2 separate regions of the Rattus norvegicus genome follow, and region 2 is linked to region 1. Evidence: chromatin contacts called from public Hi-C data. All regions are on one chromosome and are shown on one strand. The core of a region is the stretch at or near the end of the contact, and the rest is flanking DNA. Distances in the headings are between cores, read along the strand shown. Region 1 has its middle 350 kb from the start of Noct. Region 2 has its middle 120 kb from the start of Noct.

The links. A called contact is a pair of places that touch in the nucleus more often than the background predicts.
Region 2: a Hi-C map of kidney shows a contact between it and region 1, with 6 times the contacts expected there. The contact joins two enhancer-like sites. A contact is called at or near these places in 6 of 12 Hi-C or Micro-C datasets (the A7r5 cell line, the Rat2 cell line, Schwann cells and 3 more).

The regions. Positions count from the first base shown.
Region 1 is chr2:137,065,205-137,072,646 of GRCr8, forward strand. No RefSeq gene overlaps it. Among named protein-coding and RNA genes, the nearest start is that of Noct, 350 kb to the right of the region's middle. Within about 2 kb of position 4,582, at least 8 of the 93 cell types and tissues checked have an H3K27ac peak or open chromatin away from gene starts, as enhancers often do.
Region 2 is chr2:137,298,386-137,305,519 of GRCr8, forward strand. No RefSeq gene overlaps it. Among named protein-coding and RNA genes, the nearest start is that of Noct, 120 kb to the right of the region's middle. Within about 2 kb of position 3,421, at least 18 of the 93 cell types and tissues checked have an H3K27ac peak or open chromatin away from gene starts, as enhancers often do.

The DNA of each region.
Region 1 (7,442 bases), core at 3,332-5,831:
TGCTGACCCACAGACATCCACCTCAGCCCTGAAATACGGCACTGCTGACCCTCCTACAAATTGTGCCCGCAACACCAGAAAATATACAAGATGGCTAGAGCTTACAAACCTGTACATTACTAAGAACTATTACTACGACACATAGCAGCAGACACAGAAAACACGTGAGCGTTGCGGAGGGCGGATGGTTCTCTGCTCCGCGACAAGAGAAAGCCTTCGGAAGGACGGTCATGCGCACTGAGCGCAATTCTGCTGAGCACATTTTATGCCTTGTTTCGTTTAATAGTTACAACTCCGTGAGGAGCAATATTTGTAGCTACTTCCCATGTGAGAGAAATTGAGGTTTGGAGAGGAATTCCCCCACATCACACTCATACGTGAGTAAGCCTCTGTCTGGTGGCTTACGCTTTAATTCCTCCCTCTGACTCCTACAATAGCCTCCCGCTTAGGAGAAAGGATAGAATGCACAAGTAGACTCCAGCATAGAGGGACTTGGGGCTTAAATATACTTCCCAACTGAACCAATTCTCAGGCATATTCATATTTTGGAAGTATATATATATATGAAAGTTTTACTACCTAATCACTCATGGCAAGACACAAGCACCCTGTAACTCTTTAACTTTTAATTTCCAACTGAGTAGATAGAAGATAGTCTATAAACTGTGTTTGGGGGAAGTTTTTAACTAGCAGATCCCAGTCTACTGGATGACTTGGTCTGAACCCTAACATTTTAACGTTTTTGTGCCTCTCCCTGGGCTTCTTATTGCCCTCCCTTAAGAATCCGAAGCAGTGCTCTGTCCCTAAGGGCTGTGCTCTTAAGTTGATTCTAGAGTCCATCAAAGGGAGAGTCTCTGTGAGCGTTCGTTCTGGTTACCAACCTGAAGCTAAAGCATGCCTGTGGGGCTGTGAGGAAGTTTCCAGAAGGATATTAACTGAAGCAGGCACACCTGCCCTCCACGCAGGCACCTCCCAGCAGGCAGCCAAGGATGGCCGACGGCCATCGTTGGACTTCTCGCCGAACCGTACACCATGAGCCAATCTAACAAATCTACTGTAATAACAAAGCTACGTTCTTTTAGCTCCGTTCCTCTAGAAAAGCGTGCCTAAAACGGTCCCTGACATGTATAACAAGCTTTGCAATTAGATGTCAGCCAGCCATGATCTCTCTGTCTCCAGAGAAAATGGGAAGAGGTTGCCTTGGGATGGGAGGCCAGGTCAGAGGCAAGGATATGAAGAGAACCACCTTGTTGTTGCATTTTAATTTTTCTGCAAGAAACGTGAAGGCGATTGTACTAGTGAGTCTAAACCGTTCCTCTCGTGACTGGCAAACACTTCTCCTAATGGGAGGAACATGTGAGTGTAGGCTTTGCTTGTTTGCTTGCTAATGTTTTATTTATAGAATTGAAGCTCAGCATGGAGCAGGGAAGTAGTAGGTAGGACTCAGTACTGTCTGGTCATCTGGTTCAGTGACTTGCTTTCAACCTTCAGGAAATCAAACAGTAAAATAGGATTCCCCTCCCTTCTTGTTTCTGGTCTCTCTCATCCTTCATCCTCGGCATACCAGCCTTCCTGGACAACCAATCTGTGCACTGTCTCAAGACTCATCCTTCTGGATTTTTCCTGTCCCTTAGATCCCAGGAAGAAGCCTTGTGTTCTAACAGTCTTTTTCCTGCCACTCAGGCTCACCGTTTGGTACCCAAGCTGTTTTCTACTCACTGGCATCTAGCCTCAAATTCCGCTCTGCCACGGGAGTCAGTGCTGCATCAGACAGTAAACGGGCTCTTTACAAACCCGGCTTAATTTAAAGAAGCGTCCCTGTGAGCTGCATTTCTGCAGACATTTTCCAAGGCGTTAGCAAACAGGCTGTATGCACTGGCTTGTACAACAGCAGATTGGCTGTTGTTTCTGTCACTCTGGGCGCTCACTGGGACAGCTCAAATTAACTAGCACGGTAAACCACAGGAGCCAGAGAGAGATTTTTACAGACTTGAGGTTTCTGCTGCTGTTCTCGCCTCTTGTTTGTGGAATTTTAGCAACTGAGATCTGCAGAGCCCAGGGCCAGGAGTGTGAGTGATGGCAGCAGTCAGAGAATGAAGAAAGCTTGAGTATGGGAAATGAGGGGTAGTTAGCATTTCTCCCTCGTTAGAATGGGAGAATGTGATAGTTCCGTCTTTCATCCTAAGTCCTGTTGTCTTTCATGTCCTATACCTGCTGTGTGCGTGCGTGCATGTGTGCATGTGTGTGTGTGTGTGTACATTTGAGTGTGTGCGTGCATGTGAGTGTGTGTGCGTGTGTGTGTGCATGTGTGTGTGCATGTATGTGCATGTGAGTGTGCGTATGTATGTACATGTGTGTGAGCATGTGAGTGTATGTATGTGCATGTGTGTGCATGTGAATGTGTGTGCATGTGAGTGTGTTGTATGCATGTGTGTGCATATGAGTATGTGTGCATATGTGTGTGCATGTGAATGTGTGTGCATGTGAGTGTGTTATATGCATGTGAATGTGTGTGCACATGTGTGTGTATGCATGTGAGTATGTGTGCGTGCACACGTACATATGTGGGTCAGGGAGCTGCTCGGACTCTCCAGAATTGGGGTTACAAGGATGTGCCGCCATCACCCACTTTCTCCTTCTCCTGAGTTCTGGGAATCAAACTTGAGTGCTTACCCAATTAACTATGCTCCTAGCACCTATGTTTATTTTTACTTGTGCATAGTTTAGGGCATAATTTGTTTTATAAGGTCATTTTTTGCAAGAGCTTGTTGTCAAAGGAAAACTCTCACCTGGTCTAATCTGTGCCACAAGTCTCCAAACAACTTTGAAACCCTGTGCCAAGGACAGCCAGGCAATGGGGTGCTGCGTTAGTGGCAACACCACAGCAGATGACCCAGTCCTTCCCCAAGATAACTGGTCTACCTAACATTGCATTTGGGGACAGTGTGCCTTTCACTAGGATTCCAGTCATTGACCAACCCAAGAGATAAGGACTCATAGCAGAATGTGAAAACTCCATTCTGCTGTCCCTTCTTGTAAGGTAATTCATGACTAAGGTGTATCTTTGATATGGGGGTAGGTAGAGGCAGTGAAAAACAAGAGGGTGTGGTCAAAAAAAAGCTAACACTAGCAAAATTGAGATTGTGATGGGGCAGTCTTTTATACGATAGTACAACAATCAAGCCAGAGAGAGAGAGAGAGAGAGAGAGAGAGAGAGAGAGAGAGAGAGAGAGAGAGAACGGCATCTCCCATGGACTTTATGGTTACAGCCCAGTCTTTCACTGGCCAATAGAGCATCCATTGGCCATAGATAACTGTTGAACTTTACATTAATTCTAATTAAAAATTCTGTTCCTTAATTGCACTGGCCACGGTTCAGGTGCTAATGGCCACATTTGGTCACTGCCCACCGTGTTGGACACAGCAGATGATAACATCTCAATCATCATAGAAGGATCTGCTACACATCTCACCTCTAATGTATTCCCGTCTAATGAGGCTCCCTGACCTGTAGCATCAATGGGGAGCCTTTCTCCAGGCAAAGGAGAAAGCCTTAAAAAGCTGGGTGTTAGAGAAAGAGAATCCACATGACCCAAGGGACGCAGCCAGGCAGCCCGACCATGGCTTCCAACAAGACTCTGAGACTCTACCCAGAAACCCTCTCGGAGTGCAGAGATGCCAGAGATTGGAGCACCTCCTGCCAGAACTGACAGCTCTTTTCCCATGGCCTGAGGGTTCACTGGAGAGTTAGAAGGAGCAGAGCGAGTTCCTCATACAAATTAAAATGCAGGAAAAGGGTAGTCCTAACACCCAGGGCCTGGGAAGCCAAGACTGCCAACATGATTACATAATTGAACTGTCTCACCTTGCCCAGTCAAGTTAGATTCCAAGGAGGGTAATTAATCTTCCTGCTGCCTGTTATTCCCTGCCCTGTTCATGATTCTGCCCCTGCTCAAAGTCAAGTTTCCCAACAAGAAGAGAAGAAAAGGGTGGGGAGGAAGAAGCTAAGTAGTAAAACCACCAGGCAGAGGGGAAACTTTAACGTGGTCTTTGTGAAATCCCGGCACAAAGGCAGGATCAACACTGTAATTGTATGGAAATTTGTATGCAGTTATCAGAGGAACAAAAATAACTTTTTTTCCCCTAAGAAACTCTTGGTCACGGTGACTCTGCAAACCCAGAAAGAAAGTGAACAATGGTAGAGACAGGAAGAAGGGCAAGTGTGCGGTCTCACATTTGTCACTAATCCAAGAAAATCCAAGGTGGGCGAAGGGTGTGTCAATCGATCATGGGATCATGGTGTGAGTGTTGAAATGGGGCTCATTCACTCAACAAATGCACCTTCAACACCAGGCACTCACTGTCCTGAATCTATCTGAGCAAGGGACTTCACCCCTAAACTGGATTTGTCCTCAGTGTGACTTAAAGGTCCATTTCAAAGACGCAAATACTCCCTGCAAAGCGATGGTTTGACTCCTCTGAAAGTGTATCCCTAACTACAACCCCTAGGGAAGGGCCAGAACCATGAAAATTAAAAACCTAGTTTTGTACAAAAAGGAAAAGAGTAACTTTCTAGCCAAGCTCAGCCAGCTTCCACTCAACTCCACAAAATCACTGGCCACACCAAGGGGCCGTCCACCGAAGGTCTGAGCTCTGCCTTGGAGGAAGGAGTGTAGGAGAGCAGGTCTTTGGCAGCAAGGATGGTAAGCTGAGAAAGGCAAGGCAAACAAAAGCGGAAGGTAGAAAAAATAATCTCACTGCGTACCCACCATCACCCCTAAGCATGTATTTATGAACTGACGTGATATGGCCCAGAAAGTCTTAATACTACAATATTAAATTCCGTACACAGGAGAAGCGAAGACGGCACATTATAACAAAGACAGTTGGGTTCTGTGTTGTTGGTTTTCTGGTGCTTGCTAATGTTCTGGTTTTTAGCTTTGCTCACGTAGATGTTATGTTCCTTTAAAGGGCTGCCTTTCTGGCAGACCGTTTTTCAACCAAAGTGCAATGCTGCCCCCTCGTGGCTGAATGCCATAAGCGCGCACGCAGAAACCCAGCCATCGCAAAGCCCGGATTTCATTTTGCCATTTTTCCATCTTCCAAAGTGCAACTATTTCATCTTTAAAGATTCACCGCTCGGGGGTATTTTCTGGCTTACACGCTAATCAACACGTTATTTTCTTCTCTAACAGGAACCGTGCGCTGGTTATTTAACGAGGGTGAGTGGTGGGTATGTGGCGGCTTTCTCCACTTTTTGCTTTATGAATTAAGTGATCTCCCCAGAGAAGCTCAGAAATCAGGCCTATTCCGTGTAACCTTTCGAATCCTGACTGGGATTCTCACTGGGGAGGCGTTCACTGAGAGCGCCAGCTCAAGGAGATCAATGCCTGACAGACATCCCACTCCCAGACAAATGTATTTGATTTCAGTTCATCCTTCGATTCTCGTACCGGGGAATAAACTGAAACCCAACGCTCTGAAAATAGCAATGCAGGTGAAACACTGAGATGTGGAACGGCTCCTTCCCGGGTTACGTGAAAACAAAACTCCCGGGCTAGAGACAAGCACTGAACGGGAAGCACTGTGCTGCAGGACAAGTGGAGAGCTCACAGGGCAGTTTGCTTCACCACCAATCTGGGTCCAGCCACCAACCCATCCCTGATGTATTAACAACATGAGAACATGTGGAAGTGCACTTTTGAGGGGGGTCATCCAGAGAGCTACCGAGTGCTAAGCTCTGAATATAGGACTTAGAAGTTCTGTGCTTTTACCAAGGTCGCCATGACTTACTGCACCCAAAACTTTAAAAACCACTGAGTAATGTTTAATAAGATTCTTAATCTCCATTAAGAAGATACTGTTATTCTGAGATTTTTCAAATATCACAAGGCTGCAGAATAACTACACACACACATATACATGCATTCGCACATGCACACATGCACGCATACTCGTGTACACAATCATTACTTTCCTCTGATTCTATCAAATTAAAAAGATATTGCCTGGCAGCCCAAGGGTCCAACCAGTAAACACTGATAACCATCAACAAAAGTCCTCACCACCTCTTGGTAATTGCTGGTGATAATTATTAATGAATTTGCAGCCCCAATGATAATACTTCTGAAAGTCCATAAGTACAAAATATCAACCAACTCATTCTGTGGTGACATTCGCCGGATCTGAGGAGAGCCTGCAGATACCTGCAGAGCATTCTTTTTCCCTTGAAAGAAAGGGACCTAACCAAAGAGAACCAGGATGGGAGACTGAGAAATAAAAAAGGCAGAGGGGGAGGGGAGGGGAAGGGAAAGGGGAGGAGGAAGGGAAGGGGAGGGGAGATGAATGAAGAAAAGGGAACCAGGGAAGAGAAGGGGGAAGGAGAGGAGAAAATTCAAACTGACTGATACTCCCTTTTGTTGTTCCCAGAACTACCTGCTGGTCTCAGCCACTCCTCCTGCTCCCTCCCTTTCTTAGGCAGCCATTGTCTGCCTCTACCGTTCATCTACAACCACTTGTCGCTGGGTCCTGTTCCAGGCCATGGTGGATATGGAGTGTCCTCTGGCCTTGCCAAGCCCAGCTGCAGTGCGACTGTCCGTACCCGGGCTAGCATGGTTAAGCCGTGCCAGGCCCAGCAGGTTCTACTTCCTTTGCAGGAGATGGAAAAGGTTGTGTTTTGCCTGAAGGAAACTGCACAATGTTGACAGAGGGTCTGTTTCTGTGCTACCCATCCACTCTGCCAGCACTCACCAGCGGGATGTGCCAAAAAGCGAAAGAGAGAAACAGCCGTGGAAAAGTTTCATACCTGTACACAGAAAGGTGGTGCCCTGCTTCTCCAAGCTGGGATCCCTGGAACCTCCCCACCCCGCATCCTTGACTTAATAACAGACTACCATGGAAATGAAAACCTGCCCAGCCATCAAGAAAATCTAAGAACCACTGCAGGGAAGGCCTAGAAGCATGGGTGACTCTAGCTGAAGGGCTTTTTGTTTTATTCAGGGGACAGATACTTGAACCATGTCAAGTCTGTTTGTTCTGGAAGAGAAATTGAATATCACAGGGCATCCTTTAGCTTGATATAGAATTTCAATATATCTCTGAAAGTGGGCTCTTAGTCACCACCACCCACTGACAGCAAAGAGTCCGGGAAAGGGAATTTACCTGGGAGACACCGGCTCTTGGCTTTGAGGACCTGCCTACCGCAAAGAGACACAAATTGCAAACTTAGTGACAAAATGGTTTGGAAGACTGGTGGGTTTGGGGGACTTTTGTTTTGTTGTGTTTTGTTTTGTATTAGTGAACTACATAAATATAAATCAAACCAAGTGTCCTCTCAAAGGTAGGATTAGAACTTTCCTGAATCAGCTAATATCTTGGCCAGCTCTCTTCCAGTTGTGTCTGGCTCCTGTCATCTTGAAACCCACTTTCTCTCTCATCTTCAT
Region 2 (7,134 bases), core at 2,171-4,670, 230 kb after region 1:
TTAGGAAATAGGCTGAAAGCCAGCCGGGGTAGCTCACACCTTTAGTCCCAGCACTAGAGAGGCAGAGGCAGATGGATCTCTGAGTTCAAGGCCAGTCTGGTCTACAAAGTGAGTTTCAGGAGGAGGAGGAGGAAGAGGAAGAGGAGGAGGAGGAGGAAGAGGAAGAGGGAGGAAGAGGAGGAGGAGGATGGGGGGAGGTGGAGGATGGTGAAGGAGGAGGGTGGGGGAGGAGGATGGTGAAGGAGGAGGAGGATGGTGAAGGAGGAGGATGGTGAAGGAGGAAGAGGATGGGGGAGGAGGAGGAGGATGGGGGAGGAGGAGGAGGATGGGGAGGAGGAGGAGGATGGGGAGGAGGGTGGGGGAGGAGGCTGAAGAGATGGTTGAGAAGGTTAGAGCACTTGCTACTCTCAGACAAGACAGTGTTTGGTTCTCAACACCTACTTGACAGCTCACAGACACTCTAGTTCCAGGGGATCTCGTGGCCTCTTCTGATCTCCTCCAGACATACATGGAGATGAAATACTCATTTTAGGAGCAGTAAAAACCCAGAGTTAGTGAAGTCCTAAGTGAATGGGCACAGCCTTGTCAAGGACTTCACAGTCTTGGGCTCAGAAGGATGGCAAAGCCTTCCACGAGGGACCAAGTGCTCGTAATGACAGTGAGTTCACAACATGTCCAGCTCGGCTTTCTCCCTCTGGAGAGTTATGACCTAAAGACTGTTCCCCACAGAGACTGCTCCTACCGAGGCTAGCTAAACCTGCCTCCCTGATTCAGTTGTAGACCACGAATCCTTGTTTATCTGTACCTGGAAACCTGTTTCTTGTTCCTCTGTATGCAGTAACCCCAGCTCTCTATTCAACTCTATATAATAAACGTGTTAAGCTTCTAGGATGTTGTGATCTCTCTAACAGAGGTCCCAGTCCATCTTGCCCCAGCTTTCCTGTGTGCCCAGCTGTCTGTTTTTCCTTCATTCCTTTGCTATCCCAGTTAGGTTCAAATCCCTGGAGCCATGGTAGGATACAGCAACTCACACACAGAAAACAAAAATTATTAATAAATTGTAAAAATTAAAAATTATGAAAAGTAACTTGCCACAAGCTGGAGATGTGCCTAGTGGGTAAATTGCTTACTGTAGAAGCACAAGGACCTGAGTCTGGATACCTAGAACATATGTGTATGAGGTGTGATGCATATTCCTATGAGCCTGGTGCTAGGATACAGATAGACAGAAGGACTCCAGGGCTTCCTGGTCAGCCAGTCTAACCAGTTGATGAGCTCCAAGTTCAGTGAGAAACAATGTCTCCAGAGGTAAAGTGAAGAGCAACCAAAAACAGATAATACGAACCTTGGACCTACACACACACACACACACACACACACACACACACTGCTGGCCACATTCTTCTTCAAACAGCTTGTCTTGATTTCTTTGAAAAGCTCACTATTTGTATTTGTCCCCATTTGGGGAATGAAGTATGACGGTGATTATCCTAGTTGTTCCAATCACAACTCTTCGGGGCCTCTAGGTAGATCTCTCTGCATTTGGAAGCATCCACGCAGAACAAGCAGGCTTCAGAATACGACACCTCCACAACGTGGAAATGAACATGTTCTTGACATGCCAGGCTGGCAGCCAGGCCCATGCCATTCACTCACCAAGCAGGCAGTGACCCCACGGCATCGCAGACGGCATGCCAAGAGCCGGGCATGGCAGAGTGGAGGTGACATGCAGGACACCTGCCCTCCTGCTCCACTGCCAAGCAATCATTGCGAGGACTCAGCTGTGAGCCACCGCGGCAGACATGTCGAAGGAACCGTGACTCAGTCGCGAATTAAGTGTAGGGTATGCTAGGGGCTCTGTGACGGATTTTCTATTTTTCTAATCTCACATTTTGCAATTGATAAAGAGTTCACCGACCAGGTGCCAAAAAGCACATCGCAATGAGGACATTTTAGTGCTTTTATTGCATGACATGACTGATAAAAGGATTGATACTGAGAATAAACTGAGAGGTAGATAAATGAATGATACCATCCATCCATATATACAGGCATATATACATAGACAGATGGATGGATGGATGGATGGACGGACGGACAGATAGATTCTGCTGATAATGGTCCCTTTTTTTTTTTTTTTTTTTTTTTTTTTTTTTGGCATGGGCTCATACAGTCCAGGCTGTCCTCAATCTCAATACATAGCCAGAAATGACTTTGAACTCCTAATCCTCTTGCCTCTGACTCCTGGGTGCTTGTATTATAGGCTTGCTCATTTTAGCATTAATTTTAATGCTCATGAGTCCTATTTCTCAGGTAATACAAGAAAGAAGTTTAAAAGCAGGAGCAAAATAAAAATAAATGTAATTCTGTCCCACCAACACGTTACTGTCACACTCTCCAACAGGCAAATGTGTTTTAAATGAAAGATATTAGTCACTGGTTTCCCCTTAACATCCCTTCCAAGTGAAGGAGATTTTTGGTAAACTTGTCTTTCTAGCCTGCACACTCTGTCTCAGGCAATCAATGAGAAAACATTTTTTTGACAAGTCAAATGTCCATGATTAAGAGGAGAAACAGCCCTCTCTCTGCAGAATATATGACTTACTCCGGCTCAGTCCCTCAAGACATCAATCTGCATCTCACTGCAGACACAGGCCCGGTGTCTTGGTCAGTGCACACATTAAAGGCTCCGTCCTCTGCTACTTAAGAGAGAGATTTAACATTAGCTCATGTTAGATGTAAAGGAACAACCTTCTCCATTGAAAGAGAAATTTTATTTCTCGGAGAGAAAAAATACAGCATGCAGTCACTCCAGTGCATTATGAACCTGCTATTGCGTGTGGAATTTATGGTCGAGGTCTCTTCTCTTCCGCAAGGATTCTTCACCTCTAAAGGCAGAGAATTAAAGAGCGCAGAGCCACCAAAAAAGTTTCACGGACCTTTACTGCCATCTAGTGCTCAAAGTCTGTCATGCCTCGCCAATGGTTTCCTCTAGGAATTTGAAGAGATTGAGGCCCTGGCAGGGAAAGCTCAGAGAGTTCTAAATGAACTTGGCAGTAAACAGCGTTGGCCCACACAGAACTGTTGTGCCTGAAAACAGTGACCTGGATACATGACATTTCCACACTGGCTCCCATAGAGAGCTGCAACTGGATCTCATGGCTGCCCCTGCTTACTCATCCACTGGAAGCAAGCTGGTGTGTGTGTGTGTGTGTGTGTGTGTGTGTGTGTGTGTGTGTGTGTGTGTGTGTTGTACATACACAAGGAAAGCCTGAAAATGCCCCATGCTAAGAGCCCTACATGATCCCAAGCGGCACCATGAAGGGCTATATGCAAAACCACCCCCACATGACTTCTACATTTAGATCCTGATGCCAATATCCTCCACTAGGGCCTTCCTCGTCTATGCTCTCTCTGGCTTGAAGGCTTATAAACAGAAGCCAGATGTAGGCTGCATGAAAGTGCCATTATTAGGACTGTCCAGGGACACAACAGACAGCAGCTTCCGTGGTTGGTGGAATGTGACCTGGATCCTGCCGGCCTCACAGAGGCAGCATCTCTGTGTCCTCCCTTCCTCTGCAGCCCTACACATGCCAACGGGATAGGAACAAAGTGGTCAGAGGCTCGGGGACTTAATCTATGAACTTCCCTTCCTTCTCTACCAAACTCTGTTCTAGCTGATGTCGTTCTAAGAATCACATTTGAATGCTAGGTCCCAAACCTGTGGCACTGCAGAGAGGTGGTGTAAGTTATAAGGGGGGCCTGGTGGCAGGAAGTTAGGTCACTGGGAGCACACCCTTGCAGGTGCTATTAGGACCCTGTCCTCTCTCCTTCCTGTTTCCAGGCTGCTGTGAGGCAACCTGACCTTCTGTATCATGTGTTCCCACCATGGTACGGTATGAGACCACAAGCCAAAAGCAAAATGGTCATGGATGGAAACCATGACCGCAAATCAACCCTTTTTCTTAGACATTCTTTGTCTTCTTATACAATATCTAAGAGCTGGCTAACACTTCGGCCCTAAACTTTAAGGGGAAGATCAGATGGGAACAGTCCATGGTACCTCAATCTTTTGTATCTGTGAGGAAGAGAGTTGGAGATGAGGAGAAAGCGTTGTTGGCATTGCAAGGTTCAGAACATCCAGGATACAAAGTTCAAGCCACGGGTGTCAGAGATGCTCTCAAGATCAGGCCAGTGGCTGAGTGTGGTCATACCTCCACCACGTCCTTCGACCCAAAGTCCGTGTGTTCAGCAATCATGGTTCTCTGCCATAGTTATGCTTATTGCTCTGTTTTAACCACTTTTAGTTATGTTCTAATATAGTAGAGAATATGAAAGTAAAAGGTCGGTGGGATGCATATTCACTTCTATGATCCCCATCTATTTCATCTCCTGACAGAATGTATGCCTCCTCATCAGAAGAACCAGGGTCCTTTCTTCACCCTGTCCTGAAAAGCAGGACTACTAAAGGGCGTGCCTCACTGGGCTGCTGTCAGAATGAAGATGTTGCCAGATGTAGAATTCTCCCGAGCGCACTAAGTGCTCTCAAGGTTAGCTGTTACTAAGGCTTGGGGCACAAACGGAGCTGGGGGAGCCAGGGGTGCCTTGCTCTCTAAAATCTTTCTGTGCTTGAGTGCGTATGTTTGCTTTCAAAACCAGCCATGTCTCCTTTCTCCAACTTTAAACTCCTTAAGAAGATACAGTGTTAAGAGAACTGCCAAGTGACTCCTACCAGGGCTGGGTCTATTGATATTGTTTAGCTAAATGGATAGATTATCGAACTGCCTTCTAACCTCATATCTCCATGCCCATAATTACTGCAGCTCCCAGGCCTCGTCAGAGGAGTTTATTTGTGAAGTGGACAACAGTTAATGAAGAAGTTCACAACTCATCAAAGGCACAAATGGGACATCTATCACAGAGACAGACAGACAGACAGACAGACAGATGACAGACACAGAGACACAGACTCAGGGACCAGCACAGAACATGAGACAAAAGATTCTGAGTCAGGGGTCAGGAAGGAGCAAAGCAAAACAGTGTCTTGTGAGCATGACGAGATCCTTACACTGGCAAACCCATGGCAGTTGCAATTGCCTTCACCAAGACTTAAACAAGGCCAGGCCAGTCAATGCTCTAGCATGCACTGAGAAGAGGTCCACTGGTCCACCACTGACTAAGGACCTATTGACAGTCAATGGCTTCTGCGAGAGGGTGTGGCTCCTGGAAGATGAGCTACACTCCAGTGGAGACACCACATCCATGAGCATTATGGGCTGCACAAACTGCACTCAAAGGGTCGGTTTCTTTGTTTTGTTTTTTTCTGAGGACCAGAAGTTGGAATAGGTCTGGGAGGAGTTAGGAGGAGTGTGGGATGAACATGATCAAAACACGTTATTAATAAAATGCTATGTTCAGAATGTTGTAGGACTCTACAGCTACCAAACCACCCACAGCTCAGGAGGCAAAGAAAATTGAATGCAACAGGTACCTAAGGACATCTCCTTGAGGAGCACAACCGAGAACCCCCAAGGGCCTTCAGAAGACGAGGCCCTCATTGCAAGCAGTACTGTTCAACTCTCTTGGAATTTCTGAAAACCCTTAGGAACCATTATAGATGAATGTCTCATCTTCCAGGGCAGAACCAGAATTTTTAATTTGATGAAGCTAACAGTTCACAGTCCACTCAGGAGGAAGATTGACAGACCACAGGTGGGGAAACACTGATTCATTATTCATCATTCCCAGGAAGACAAGCAGTTTCAGCCCAGCAAGACGGAAATGAGAAGAGGCAGAGAGAACAAGCAAGTAAAATAAAAAGACAGAGGAGCGAACAGATGCTTGGGTGGAGGGGAGGTAAGTTTTGATTGACAGGTCAATAAAGAGAAAGACGAGTATAGATGATAGAAAACTTAGAAATAGAAGATGTGTAGACGACTTGTAGATATGTAGATAGGTAGATAGATGATATAAATAGATGGATAGATAATTAAATGACAAAAATATAAATGATAAGGTAGATGATATGTAAATGATAGATAGATATAGATGAGATTATTGAAAGATGATATATACATGCATATGATACAGATGATAATAGATTGATGATAGATAGATGATAAATTAGACAGACAGATGATAGATAGATAGATAGATAGATAGATAGATAGATAGATAGATAGATAGACAGACAGCAGACAGATACACTCATACATGCCTGCATATGCACATTGTGCACATTGGTACTTAGATCCATAGCAGACCAGGTCTTCAGACCACTGAAAGGGAATGGAGCAAGAGACCCACTAAATCAGCCCTTTGTTCCTCACCTACGAGGTATAATGGCATCCAAGACTGCAGCCCATGCATCCTCCCCTGAAAAGCTCATTGAGGAGTTCAGTCTCGATCCTGTCCTTGCCCCCCGAGCTCTTGGGAAACCCTGCCATTACCTTTTACAATTGCTGCACCTGCTCATTCACTCCTGGGAAAATGTCAAGATCTTTTTCCCTTTGTGGAGCAGAGGCTATGAGGAAGGCACTTTCCTTTCACAGAGACTTTTTCAGAAGGGTTTTTTTCCCCTCCTTCCTACAATTCCACAGATTTTATTTTAGACACACTGGAAAGCACAAAGAGGCATTCAGCTCAGCCTGCAGATTGCTAGAAAACCCTTCACATCCCACAGAAATTAGAGAGGCAGAGCTCTCATCAGCAGTCTGTATAAATTTGGAAGAAGTGATTTCATAGAATCAGCCCATTTCAGAACGAGAAGCAATGTTCGTCCGTCCTCTTCAGCTCCAAGATGGAGACCGACTCACTCGGGATCTAATCTCTCACTACTCAGTGCCTCGTTTTTTTCTCGTCTGTGAAGCAGAAGCGGGATGTGCAAGAGCTAAATGAATAGCAGGTTGGCATTCAGGGGCTGTGCTAGAAAAGAGACAATGTCACCACTTTCCAAGGCCATGAGCCCCAGATGCCATACTTTTAATGGCCCCAAAGTGAGTCATGGACCAAAGTGGGTCCCGAGAGCTGGCCTGCGAACATCCAGGCCACAGAGTGATTGCAGTCCGCAGACTTAGTCACTTGATGACTGCATGAGGCACACACCTGTGGTGGGGGAGGGTTAATGCAGATGTT